Linked DNA regions of Mus musculus: all the other regions are linked to region 2. Evidence: chromatin contacts called from public Micro-C and promoter capture Hi-C data. All regions are on one chromosome and are shown on one strand. The core of a region is the stretch at or near the end of the contact, and the rest is flanking DNA. Distances in the headings are between cores, read along the strand shown.

Region 1 (3,456 bases), core at 335-2,834, 520 kb after region 2:
CCCTGTGTGCACAGTAGCCGATGCTAGGATTGAAGCAAGCACACTGTACTGAAAGGGAAAGAAAGTCTTGGACCCTTCTCACCAACTGACCTGATTCTGCCCCAGCAGTATTCCACAGCAACCTCCCCAGATCCTTGAGCAAAAGGGCACAGCACCCCTGGAGCCTGGTGGACTCACTTGGTCAGAGGATCTGGCTGAAGGAAACTGAAGCTGGCCACCCTCACACAAGTAGTCTTTGCCCACAGAGGACAGAAAGCAGCCCCTTTCCTCAGATGGAAACTGACAGCAATTCCAGGCATAAGAGCAAGAGAAATCCCTCCCGTGCCCTCTGCTCCAGCCCAAACACCACATGCTCTCCGCAGCGCTTCTGAACCAAAGATCAAACTGTCTCGGGCGATGATTCAAAAGCAAAATAAAGCGGACAGGAAGCAACACGCTGATTGCGAGTAGCTGGCATTCTTCAGACAGCATCGAATGTCATCAACAACTGACACCAGGCTGTGACTGTTGCCACCCACTAGGGGCCTTTTCACATGGGAACAGGCCAGTAATGTGGGGCGCAGTTCAGAGGGAAAAGACTACAGGGACGGTGCACTAGGACCCAGAATTCCTTCCAAGAAAATTGGCCCCTGCCCAGTGTGTTAATGACTTGATGTGTAACGGTCACTTCAGAAAACCACTGTAAGGAAGTAGACTCACACGTCACTCACAAGATAAAAAACAACTGGGAAAAACGAAATCTCCAGGTTAAAAAAAAAAAAATCAGGAAGTCCTCTCCAGGTCTCTCCAGTTCCACTTCACTCCCCGTTCCTAGCGTTGCTGCCGAAGTCCCGACCAGCCCAGAGCAGCCTGAATGCCAGGCCTGCCGGCCACAGCTCCCACGGCCAGTTCTCAATGAAAGGAGGGGGAGGTGCTGGTGGCTCCATCACCAGGCCTGCAGCGCGCAGACACCACACACACACACACACACACACACACACACACACGGTCGCGCGCGTGCACGGCCTCGAAGCCTGCAGCAGCCGAAAAGGTGAAGGGGCGCCCCCTCCTTGGGAAATAAGTTCCTGCGCACAACTGTGGAGAGGACACCAGGAGACTGACATCAGTAGACCCGATCCCTGAAGTGGGAGCACCCAGACGGATCCGCGCGTGCTCGTGCATGTAAAGTCAGGCGCCTGGGATCTGGAGCGGTGCTGCGCACACGGACACACGCAGGCAACCACGCGCGCTCACTCCCACAAACAGACGCCCCCTGATACAGGTCCCTCCTCCCCCGCAATGCCACGGAGAACCGGGCAGTCTAGGCGGAGAAACACGAGGAGCCGGTCCAGCCCGGCCGGATACCAAGAACAGGGGTCTGGGGAGTTGCCCACGCCACCGCGGTCCTCACCAATCTTGATCCTCACGCTCTGGAAGACCCGCAGTCCCTCTTCCTCCACCGCCATGCTGCTTGTCGACCTCGCCAACGCGCGAGGGCCCGGCAGCGCGGCCGCAGAAGGGGGACAAGACAGGGGAAGAAGCCGGCAGACGGAGCCGAGCTGCGGATGCCCCCAGAGCCCCGCGCGCTGCGGTCCGCGCTCTGACCGGGTGCACCGCCTCGCGCCCTTCCATTGGCAGAGCTCGGGGGCGGGGCTGCGGGCGCCTTCCTTCGCCAGAGCCCCGATCTTCATTGGCTAAGGCTCTGCATGGGGTGGGGTAGTACGACTCCGCCTACTGTCAAACACTGCATTCCATTGGTCGGGTCTGTAAGGAGGCGGAGGCGGACTCTAAGGCGGGATCGGAAGGGACTTGCCTTGGAGTGCCCCTGAAGCGGTCCCTCTTCACAGCCCTCGCTGGTCCGGTCTCTCTGGACCTGGGACAAAGAGAGATCGTGAGTATTGATCTGTGTTTTGACCGCCAGGTCCCGTAAGACCGACTCGCACTTAAAATCTAAAAAGCTATATTCAAACAAAAGGTATGAAAGGAAAAGATTTCCTCTAGCCCCAGCTTCAGCGACTGAGAAAAGTGACACCTGCCGATCGCTCTGGAGAAATCAGAAGGTGATATGCTGTCAAAGTGAGGGCAAGTGGACCCTGTGCCCAGCAAGCAGTCCCTGCTTACCCTGTGGTGTGCTTGGGCAGCCTCAACGCGGCCCTTGAATTTAGCATTCCAGAACCTTCAAACCTGGTGCTTACTGGCAATTTGATTGGTATGCAACTTTAGAATTGTTGTATCTCTACAACGATACTGTGAGGTCCTATCCCCGATCCCTCCACTAAGTTTTTCCTGCAGCTGGCATAACTCCCAGCTTTCCTAGAGGGCCAAGAGCTCTAGTCCCTCGTTCCTTATAGTAGTCACAGAAGTGTCTCCCAGAGGCCCTGGTGGGTGGGGAGTGGCGGTAGAGATAGCCTCTGCAGTGGGTTTGAAGGAGGCCTGCCTTTCGGTAGGACTGAAAACGGAAGTGGCATCGCTTGAGGAGTCAGGAGGCTAGGTCATTGATACACCAACTGAAAGGTGTGACACAAAAATCCCTTGGTGCTATACGGTAGCTCTCTCACCAGCAGCCAAAGAGCAGAAATACAGTGTATAGGCAGGACACCCAGGAAGGTGCTGGAACTCCAGAGAAGCTGATTTGGAACCCTCCAGAAGCTGCTGTGCCATAGACAGGCTCTGACTGGGAAGAGAGGGAGCCGCTCTGGGTTAACACATCTAAAACCCTGAATCTCCGGCTCAGGAACTCAGCTTAGTGGTAGAGAACTTGGGTAGGAGGCACATGACTGGACAGGGATGGGGGTGGTGGTGGGGAAGGACACAAAATCACCAAAAGACTGCTTTAGCTGGGCTGCTGTACTGTGATAAAGCACCATGACCAAAAACAACTTGGAAACCATAAATAAATAAATAAATAAATAAATAAATAAGATGGGGAGGGGAGAGGTGGTGATCTCAGTGCAGGAGACAGAGACTGGCAGATCTCTGGATTCAAGACCAGCCAGATCTGCAGAGTAAGTTTGAAGACAGCCAGAAGTACACAGAGAAACCCTGTAGTAGACCCTTCTCCAACAAAAGGACTTGGGGAGGAATTGGTTTATTTTCCTCAGAGTTCATCATCAAGTCAAGGCAGGAACCTGGATGCAAGGACTGACAGAAGCAGAAGCCACTGGAGAGCGCTACTTATTGCCTTGTCTGTTGGCTTGTGCAGCCTTCTTTCTTACCCACTCCAGACCACCTGACCAAGACTGGCACTTCCCACAGGGACAGATGCCCGTAGAAGGACTAGACGAGCTAACCCTGAGCTGCCGCAGAGCTAGGCCCTGACAAAAGCGAGGACAGGGGCAGAAAGGGGACCAGGAGCTGACAGGAAAGCTGGTAACCATCAGCATCAAAGAGGATGTGGTAGCATCATGGCCACCAGGACAGGAGAGCCAGGAGAGAGACAGACACTCCCAGGAGAAGGCTTCCCCTGGATTAATTAAT
Region 2 (3,857 bases), core at 438-2,937:
GCCTAGATCATAGAGTTTTATCACATCAATGGAGAAGTAAGCAGAGTCTTGTGATTGCAAGCTTGTGCCCCCATACCTCCTTCTAATTTTCTGCCTTGCTCCTCCACTCCCTGTTTTTGACAGTCTGTAACCCTGGCTGGCTTAGAACGCAGAGGTCCACCTGCCTCTGCCTCCCAAGTCCTGGATTAAAGGGATGCACACCCACACCGTTATATCCATCTTAAAAAGACCCCCCTCCTTTAGAAAGTGATCTTTGACCCATTTCTCCCAGTTTCTTTTTAAAATTTCACTTTATTTTGTGCATGAGAGTTTTGCTTGAATATAGGGTAGGCCTGTGCATCATAGGCAGGTGTGGTGTGCCCTCAGAAGTCAGGAGAGGGCATCAGGCTCCCCGGAACTGGATAGTTGTGAACCATGTGAGTGATGGGACTGGAACCAAGGTCCTACACAAATGAGCCATCTCTCCAACCACTCTTATTCTCCGGTCACAGAATAAACTAGTCCACTACATAAACAGCTTTTAAGTTTTGTTACTGGGTCTACAATTCTGAGGAGGAAGAACTCAGCTTGAATGAAAAATCTGTTAACAGGAGGAATCCTCAAGCTAAAACTTGAGGACTTCAAGGTAGATCTGGTGGTCTCCGGCCTTTAGTCCCAGCACTCTGAAGGCAGAGGCAGGCTGATCTCTTGAGTCTGAGGCCAACCTGTCTAAGTAATGAGTTCTAGGATTGCCAGGGTTATATAGAGAGACCCTGTCTCCAAAACAATATAATAACATAAAAGCTCAGATTATTCATGCCATGGTGGCACACACCTGTAATCTCTGCGCTCCTGACAGGATGATTGCCCAGAGTGTGGGGCCAGCCTGGTCCATGCGAGTTCCAGGTCAACCTGGGCTTTAGGGTGACGCCATGTCCCCAAACATCAAACCAATCCTCGAGTTTTGAGTGTGACATTCACAAAAGAGGAAAATACTTTAGTATTGAACTCTTCATGGAAATAGTCATCTCAGGTAAGATGACCATCCACATGCCCTTAAGCAGCCAGGAATGGTCAAGAACACTGCGCCCACACACATCATCTGAGCACTCAGGAAGCAGAGGCGGGCTGATCTCTGAGTTTGAGGCCGGCTAAAGATATATTCTGAAATCCTATCTCTTAAAAAGTATCTTTTCCACATCTCCCACCATCTACGTATCCTAAAGGACTGTCCTCTGCCTGGATCACCGAATGGGACACATTCGGGGCTGACCCTAGACACTAGTATGTGAGCCTGAAAGTGGAGGTCAGCCTGGGCCTGGGGCACGGGTCTAGATGGGAATACCCACCTCGAAATGGATATGCACACTGTCCTGGGATGTAAACACTGGTATTGACCTAGACATGGCTCTCAACCAAGACTACCACTGGGCTGCAGGCCTTCAGGGGCTTGGACCTGAACTGTGGCATGTAGCTGGCCTACGGGGCTCAGTCCAGCCTTCATGGCTTCCTGTTTCCATCTTCACTTTCTCCGACAGCGTTTCTCCTTCCCTTACTCAAAGCCACAACCTACTTTCCATTTCGGGACACTCGGGAGAAAGGCCGTGGGGGGGGGGGGGGGAAGGGGGTGGGGAGAGGGCAAGATATCACGTGGTCCAGCGCCCACGTGATGCCGACTGGCACGTGACCACATCACGTGCGGAACGGAGCCTCCCGAAGAAGTGAGGAGTAAGCTGGCGGTCCACGGGCTCTCGCGAGACCCTCGGCTCACGTGACCGGCGGGCGCGGCACTGCTCACGTGACAGGCGCTGCCGGCCGCAGGGTCCTCTCCGTGCCGGCGCCGCAGCTGCGGGGCCTCTCGAGTCGGTGGACGCGCCCTCCCGCCGGCCTCGCCGCCCGCGCAACCGCCGTCCTCCGGCCTCGGCTGCGTCGCGCCATGGCGGCCCCCGGCGCCCGGCGGCCGCTGCTCCTGCTGCTGCTGGGTGAGCCCGAGAGGGAGGGAGAGAGAAGGAGGGCCGGGCGGGGTCGGTGTCTCGGGACGGACGGGAACAGAGCGGCAGGCCGGGCGGGGACGGGGCGCCCGGAGCCGCGGGCGTCAAGAAGGCCTCGAGCCGGCCCGCCCGCTCCGCAGTGGCGCTCGCCGCCTGGGAGCCCGTGCGGGCCTAAGGACGTAGGTGCGGGTTGGGAGCCCAGTCTGAGCCGCTCTGGAAGGAGCTGGGCTGGAGTTCCTGCCAGGCAGTGCTGCTGGCTCTGAGCTGCCTTGTGAGAGGACTGGGTGCTGCCTCGGACCCTGCCTGGGGTGCCGGGTGCCCTTCCTCGCCGCTGTATCCCGGCAACGCGGAGCGTTTCGCTGCGGTGCCAGCATCTTCAGGACGGGAGAGAGGTGGCTGGCCAAATCTCCTGGGCACAGAGGCTCACACCCCCAAATTCTGTGACTGTGACTTTATGGAATTCGTTTACCCTTTCTTTTATTTTGCTACTTGTGTGAACTCTCTGGTCCGTGAGAGGTGCGCTTACTCGGCGGTCTTAACCCAGAAGCCTTGCTAAGGGGACCTGTGACCCTTCACGGTTCAGGAGTTGTAGCTAATATACGAGTTGCCGAAACAAGTTCTGTTGTGTCAGAATGGCTTGGTAACTAGCTGGAGTTCAATCTCCAGCACAGCCAAAAACGACTTAAACCCTTAGACTGTTTTATACTTTTAAAATGGGGGGAGGGGTGTCTCACCACCACGCTGGCCTGAAACTCACAGGTTCAGGTTCTCGTAGTCTCTGCTTCCTAAATGCTGATTGGGATAAAATCCAAAGGACAGCCAGGTTAGGCCTCTTCATGTTTTTCAAACTACCTTGTGGCTTGCATAGTGGTTTATACCTTTAATCCTGAGCTAGTGTCAGGACGATCTCTTTAACAAGCCATTCTGGTCTATATAATGAGTTCTAAGACAGCCAGGACCGGAGACCCTGTTGCAAAAATGAAATAAATAAACGAATGAATGAATAAACTAAACTAATCAGTGGTGGCTCACACTTGTTAGACCGTGGAGGCTGAGGCAGGGGAATTTTAAGGTTGGGTCAGCCTGAGTTTGTAATCTAAGCACTTAGCAGGCTTATGTGGGAGACTTTCTGTGAATCGGAGGCCAACCTGGGCTACAAAGTGAGACACTGTTTCAAAGCAAAATCTAAGTGGAGAGGGAAAGTCTGTGACCCTGATTGAGTGCCCCTGTGCCATAAATTGTCCCAGCTTTCACAAAGGGACTTTAACAACTTAGACAGGATCTTGGTTGTGTGACTTCAAAAATAATTTTATCTTAAAAAAAAACCTCTGTAACGATGGGATTGTTAATTGTTCCTACATTAATTGCTATCACCTCCAAGCTGCTTAAGTGCTTAATAGACAACAGACTAGTGTGAACTGAAACTAGTATGTAGGATTGCTTAATGGAACTGTTCGGTTGTTAGGGCTAACCCTATGACCTTCCCCTTTCTGGATGAGCCTGGTCAGTCTAGAAGTATGAGAAGTCTAATTAAAGTTATCCTGGATTGTGGGACCTTGAATTCTTCACTAGATTGGTGGTCCAGCGGTTCAGTAGTCTTGTAATTTTGAGTTCATATTCTGTTAGACCCAACTTAGATATTGTTATCTTGACCTGGCCCTTTTTTGTTTTGCTTTGTTTTTGTTTGTTTGTTTGTTTGTTTTAGTGTATATGAGTACACTGTAGCTGTCTTCAGACAGACCTCTGGACATTGTATCCCATTACAGATGGTTGTGAGTCACCATATAGTTGCTGGTGATTGAGTTCAGAAATTCTGGAAGAGCAGTCAGTGCTCCTAACTCCCAAGCCATCTCTGCAGCCCAACCTGGCCTTTTGTGGACACATAAA
Region 3 (3,628 bases), core at 1,007-3,506, 600 kb after region 2:
AGGGAAGACTCATCCTGAATGTGGGTGGAGCCATACTGTATACTGGAGTCTCAGACTGAATCAACAAGGAAAGTACTAGAACTGAGCACTGGCAGTCATTTATCCCTCTGCTTCCTGGCTGCAGACATAAAGTGACAGGCTCCCTCACACCCTAGCCACCATGCCTTCCCTGCCATGACAATGTCCTATCAAAGTGTAAGCTAAAGTATACCATTTCCCCCTTACATTGCTTCTTATCAGGTGATAAAGTGATTAGTGCAAAAGCTAGCGATAATAAGTTCCAGCCAGAGCACAGGCTAGAGCCACAGCAAGGAGACACTGACATCCCGTGCCCAATGGCCAGGTAGAGACTGAGGTTTATCCCAGTTAGTCTTTAACAGGTTGGATGTAGAGGCACATCCATACTGGGAAGGGCCTCTGCTTTACTCTGCTGGTTCAAAATCAATCACATCCAGATACTCCTTCCCAAATAAACTTAAGAGTATTGCTGTGCCAGAGCAATTAAGAGCACGCAGTGGTCCAGTCCTTGAGTATCACAGCCCCTCAGGCAAGAGATAAAGGGATTGCATCATAGCTCAACCTACTCTGATGGATACAACAAGAAACATTCAGGTGTTGTTGACACTGGGCCACAAAGTTTATCCTAGAGAACTGCACAGTTGAGTTACACACAAAACAAACCACATACGAACCTCATAGTGTTTTAAGGAAGTTTATACTATTCCCTTGGGCCACATTTATAGCTCTCCTCTGTCACATGGGACCTACCGCCACAGACTGGAGAACTCTATAAAACATCGCAAAGAACAAGGTGGCTTCCGATGAAGAAAAGCATTTAAAGTATCCTCGTGAGCCAAGCACGTCTCAGAATGAAATATTGTACCTCTCAGCTTGCTTGTAGAAGAGGAGATATATTTGTAATTACACACACAGACAAAGTACAGAAAGGATGCAGAGGAGGATATGCTAGGTAGGATATGTTAGGTAGGATATGCTAGGTAGGATATGTTGTAGTCGCTACATCTGGGAAGACAAAGGAAAAGAGGAACTCCATAGTGTTGTTGTAGGCTTTACAGAGAGATCATGGGAAACTCAAGACAATTCAGGAAAATTCACTGCAGACAGGAGAGGCAGATGGGGCTCCTTAATATTCTGCAAGCATACACTTGTGCTTCGTACTGTCGTAAAGAAACCTGCAATGCATTCTGCAAATAGCTCAACACATACACACTGCTAATCGTTTGTTTGTCCCAAGTGTCTCTCCAGGAACAATGAAGGTCTCGGCAGCCTGGGACGGTGCAAACCCAGCTGCACAGAGCAATAACAGGAAGAAGTGCAGGAGACATACGGAGACACAAACCAGTATAATCTCAGGAGTAAGGCTGACCCTTGACCAGAGGCAGTATTAAACTTTGGAATAATTGCCTTTGTTTGCTCTTTATAAGGTTTTCTTGGCTGGAGATGAGATAAAAAGACGGGGTGTTAGAATGTTAATCCGCTTCTTTCTCAGATAACTAGCTCTCTGAATAACATCTGACTTAAAGATTAAATTCCTGTCTTTGATGTTTACCATCTGTGGTGACAGCACAAATTTCCTTTATAAAACAATTCTATTCGTAAAATGAATGAAAACAGCCGTAAATATGGTCAACTATGCCTTACCACACACCCGCTTCAAGTCAATAAGTACGGTTGGATCACTACCTACAAATGGAGAAGACAGGAAAAGTGTGTGTGTCCTTAAAATATTACCCTGTCATACATATGTGTCATTCACAGAAAAGGATGCAGCCAACTGCTCACAGGGGTGAGAGCAGAACATTTGAGTGGTACCAGTCTCTATACTTTCAAAAGGCTGCACAGTGCACAGAATGGAATTTTAAGAACACAAAATACCCTGTGTGGTGATGGACCTCTTTATTTCCAGCACCCAAGGAGGTGTGTTTGTGTGTGTGTGTGTGTGTGTGTGTGTGTGTGTGTGTGTAGGAGTCTGAAAGTAAGAGGCCAGTCTGGTACCCAGGGACAGCTCTGGACCACCCAGGACTGTAGAGAGAAAAATTCGATCTTAAAAATATCCGGTAGGGAGAAGGGTAGCTATAGAAGCGTCTCTTCCACTCCCGGAAGGCACGGAGTCCCGCTAGATCCCTTTTCCCTCCCGGACAAAGGCGAACAGGTTAGGACTAGGAGCTGGCGCCCAAGATCGCCACGGAACCATTAGAGTGGGCACACACCCGACGGGGGGAACGCTTTTGCACGGGACTTCCGGGGTAGGGCCTGTCGGAGCGGAAGTGCCGTGTGGCGCGCGGGGTCTGGTCCGGGCGGTGGTCGGCGGGCTTGGGTCCCTCGACACCCCGGGGGCGCGCGGAGGCTCGAGAGGGCGTCGGGTGCCTGCCCTGGCCTCGCGGCCATGAACCTGGAGCCGCTGCGCAAACGCGTCCGGCAGTACCTGGACCAGGTGCGCGGCGGGGGGCCGGACGCTGGGCTTCGGGGCGGTGGGGCCCGGCGGGGAGCGCGGCCCCGATGGCTCCGATCCTGCGTGGACTGCGGGAGCAGGGCTGGGCTGGGCTGGGACGGCTGCACTGGGACCTTGGAATCTGGCCGGACCGTAGGACATTTGGGAGGATTTAGTTGTGTTTCTTATTGGACAGAATACTTGGGAAGACAAGCTAGCTGTCTCCAGTTAGGACTGGAAACAATACCCCGTGCTGGATCTTCAGCCTCCGCGCTGCTCTCGAGTGGACAAGCCGGGACTATTCGAGGGAAGGGGTGTCTCTGGGGTCCACGTCATTGTCATGTCATTTGGTTTTTTGCTAAAATGCTTGCTCTCCCGATAAATGGGAAACGGAAGAGATGCTAAGTGAATGAGCCAGAGGTTTGCACTTCGCTGGAAGGCTGCGTGCTAAGGGGCAGTCGGTTTGTGATTATTTTCTTTGGCACTGAGATGTAGAGAGGACAATGTGGGCCTCTTTTTTCACTCTGGGGGCATCTGTTCAGAGCAGATTCTCGGGTCCATAAGACTTTCTCCTGGCTACTCATTGGGCTACCCTGTTCTGACTATATCCTGAGGAACTGAGGCAGAGGCAGTAAGAGCTAGGGATCAGCACTAACCAGGACAGATTCCTGAGTGTCTTTCCGCTGTCAGATTAAGTGTTGTTAGAGTTGACTACAGGGGGCGACATTGCCCATGACCAGTGACTGTTAAGGGTTATGGGTTTAATTGTGAAATATTTGAATCTAGTGCTCTGCTAGATGCTACTTTAGGATTCATTTGAGCTTGTGGGAAGTGTTATTACATAAATGTCAGTATCAGAAGTTCTAGATGACTGCATTTCAATCGCTTATGCACTGTTTTAGATACTAGCTGATACATTTTTGGTAGTGTATGAGTTAAACTGCTATCTTGAATTGTATATATGAAGTTCTTACGGTAATGACGACCTAAAACTCACACTAGCTGAGCTGTAAAATACAGGTGATTGGTGGGCCCCGTGCTACATCTAAGAACGTGTTGTAGTGAGTGGTGGATTTGGTGTGTGGATTTATATTAGTCGACTGTGGGGGCAACAGCAGTCACCCTGTGTTTGCTTTTTGTATGCAGCAACAGTATCAAAGTGCTCTGTTTTGGGCA

Evidence for each region. Promoter capture Hi-C pulls out the DNA fragments that hold promoters and counts their contacts. Hi-C and Micro-C count contacts between places; a contact is called where the count stands out from the background.
Region 1: a promoter capture Hi-C map of pre-B cells shows a contact between it and region 2, with 3 times the contacts expected there. The contact joins the promoter of Rasa3 here to the promoter of Lamp1 in region 2. A contact is called at or near these places in 1 of 39 promoter capture datasets (pre-B cells) and 1 of 115 datasets of contacts at active chromatin or transcription factors (memory CD8 T cells).
Region 3: a Micro-C map of embryonic stem cells shows a contact between it and region 2, with 4 times the contacts expected there. The contact joins the promoter of Cdc16 here to the promoter of Lamp1 in region 2. A contact is called at or near these places in 2 of 39 promoter capture datasets (hippocampal neurons and pre-B cells), 3 of 484 Hi-C or Micro-C datasets (all in embryonic stem cells), 1 of 115 datasets of contacts at active chromatin or transcription factors (embryonic stem cells) and 1 of 9 other capture datasets (embryonic stem cells).

Annotation. Positions count from the first base shown.
Region 1 is chr8:13,676,003-13,679,458 of GRCm38.p6, forward strand. It overlaps Rasa3 (RAS p21 protein activator 3), which reads right to left and starts at 1,585. Exons shown (of 24, transcript NM_009025.2): 1 at 1,391-1,585. The coding sequence starts at 1,445.
Region 2 is chr8:13,157,474-13,161,330 of GRCm38.p6, forward strand. Lamp1 (lysosomal-associated membrane protein 1) reads left to right here and starts at 1,688. Exons shown (of 9, transcript NM_010684.3): 1 at 1,688-1,961. The coding sequence starts at 1,916.
Region 3 is chr8:13,755,400-13,759,027 of GRCm38.p6, forward strand. Cdc16 (CDC16 cell division cycle 16) reads left to right here and starts at 2,257. Exons shown (of 18, transcript NM_027276.3): 1 at 2,257-2,455; 2 at 3,599-3,628. The coding sequence starts at 2,408. All of the region lies in intron 1 of Gm46032 (a long non-coding RNA gene), which reads right to left.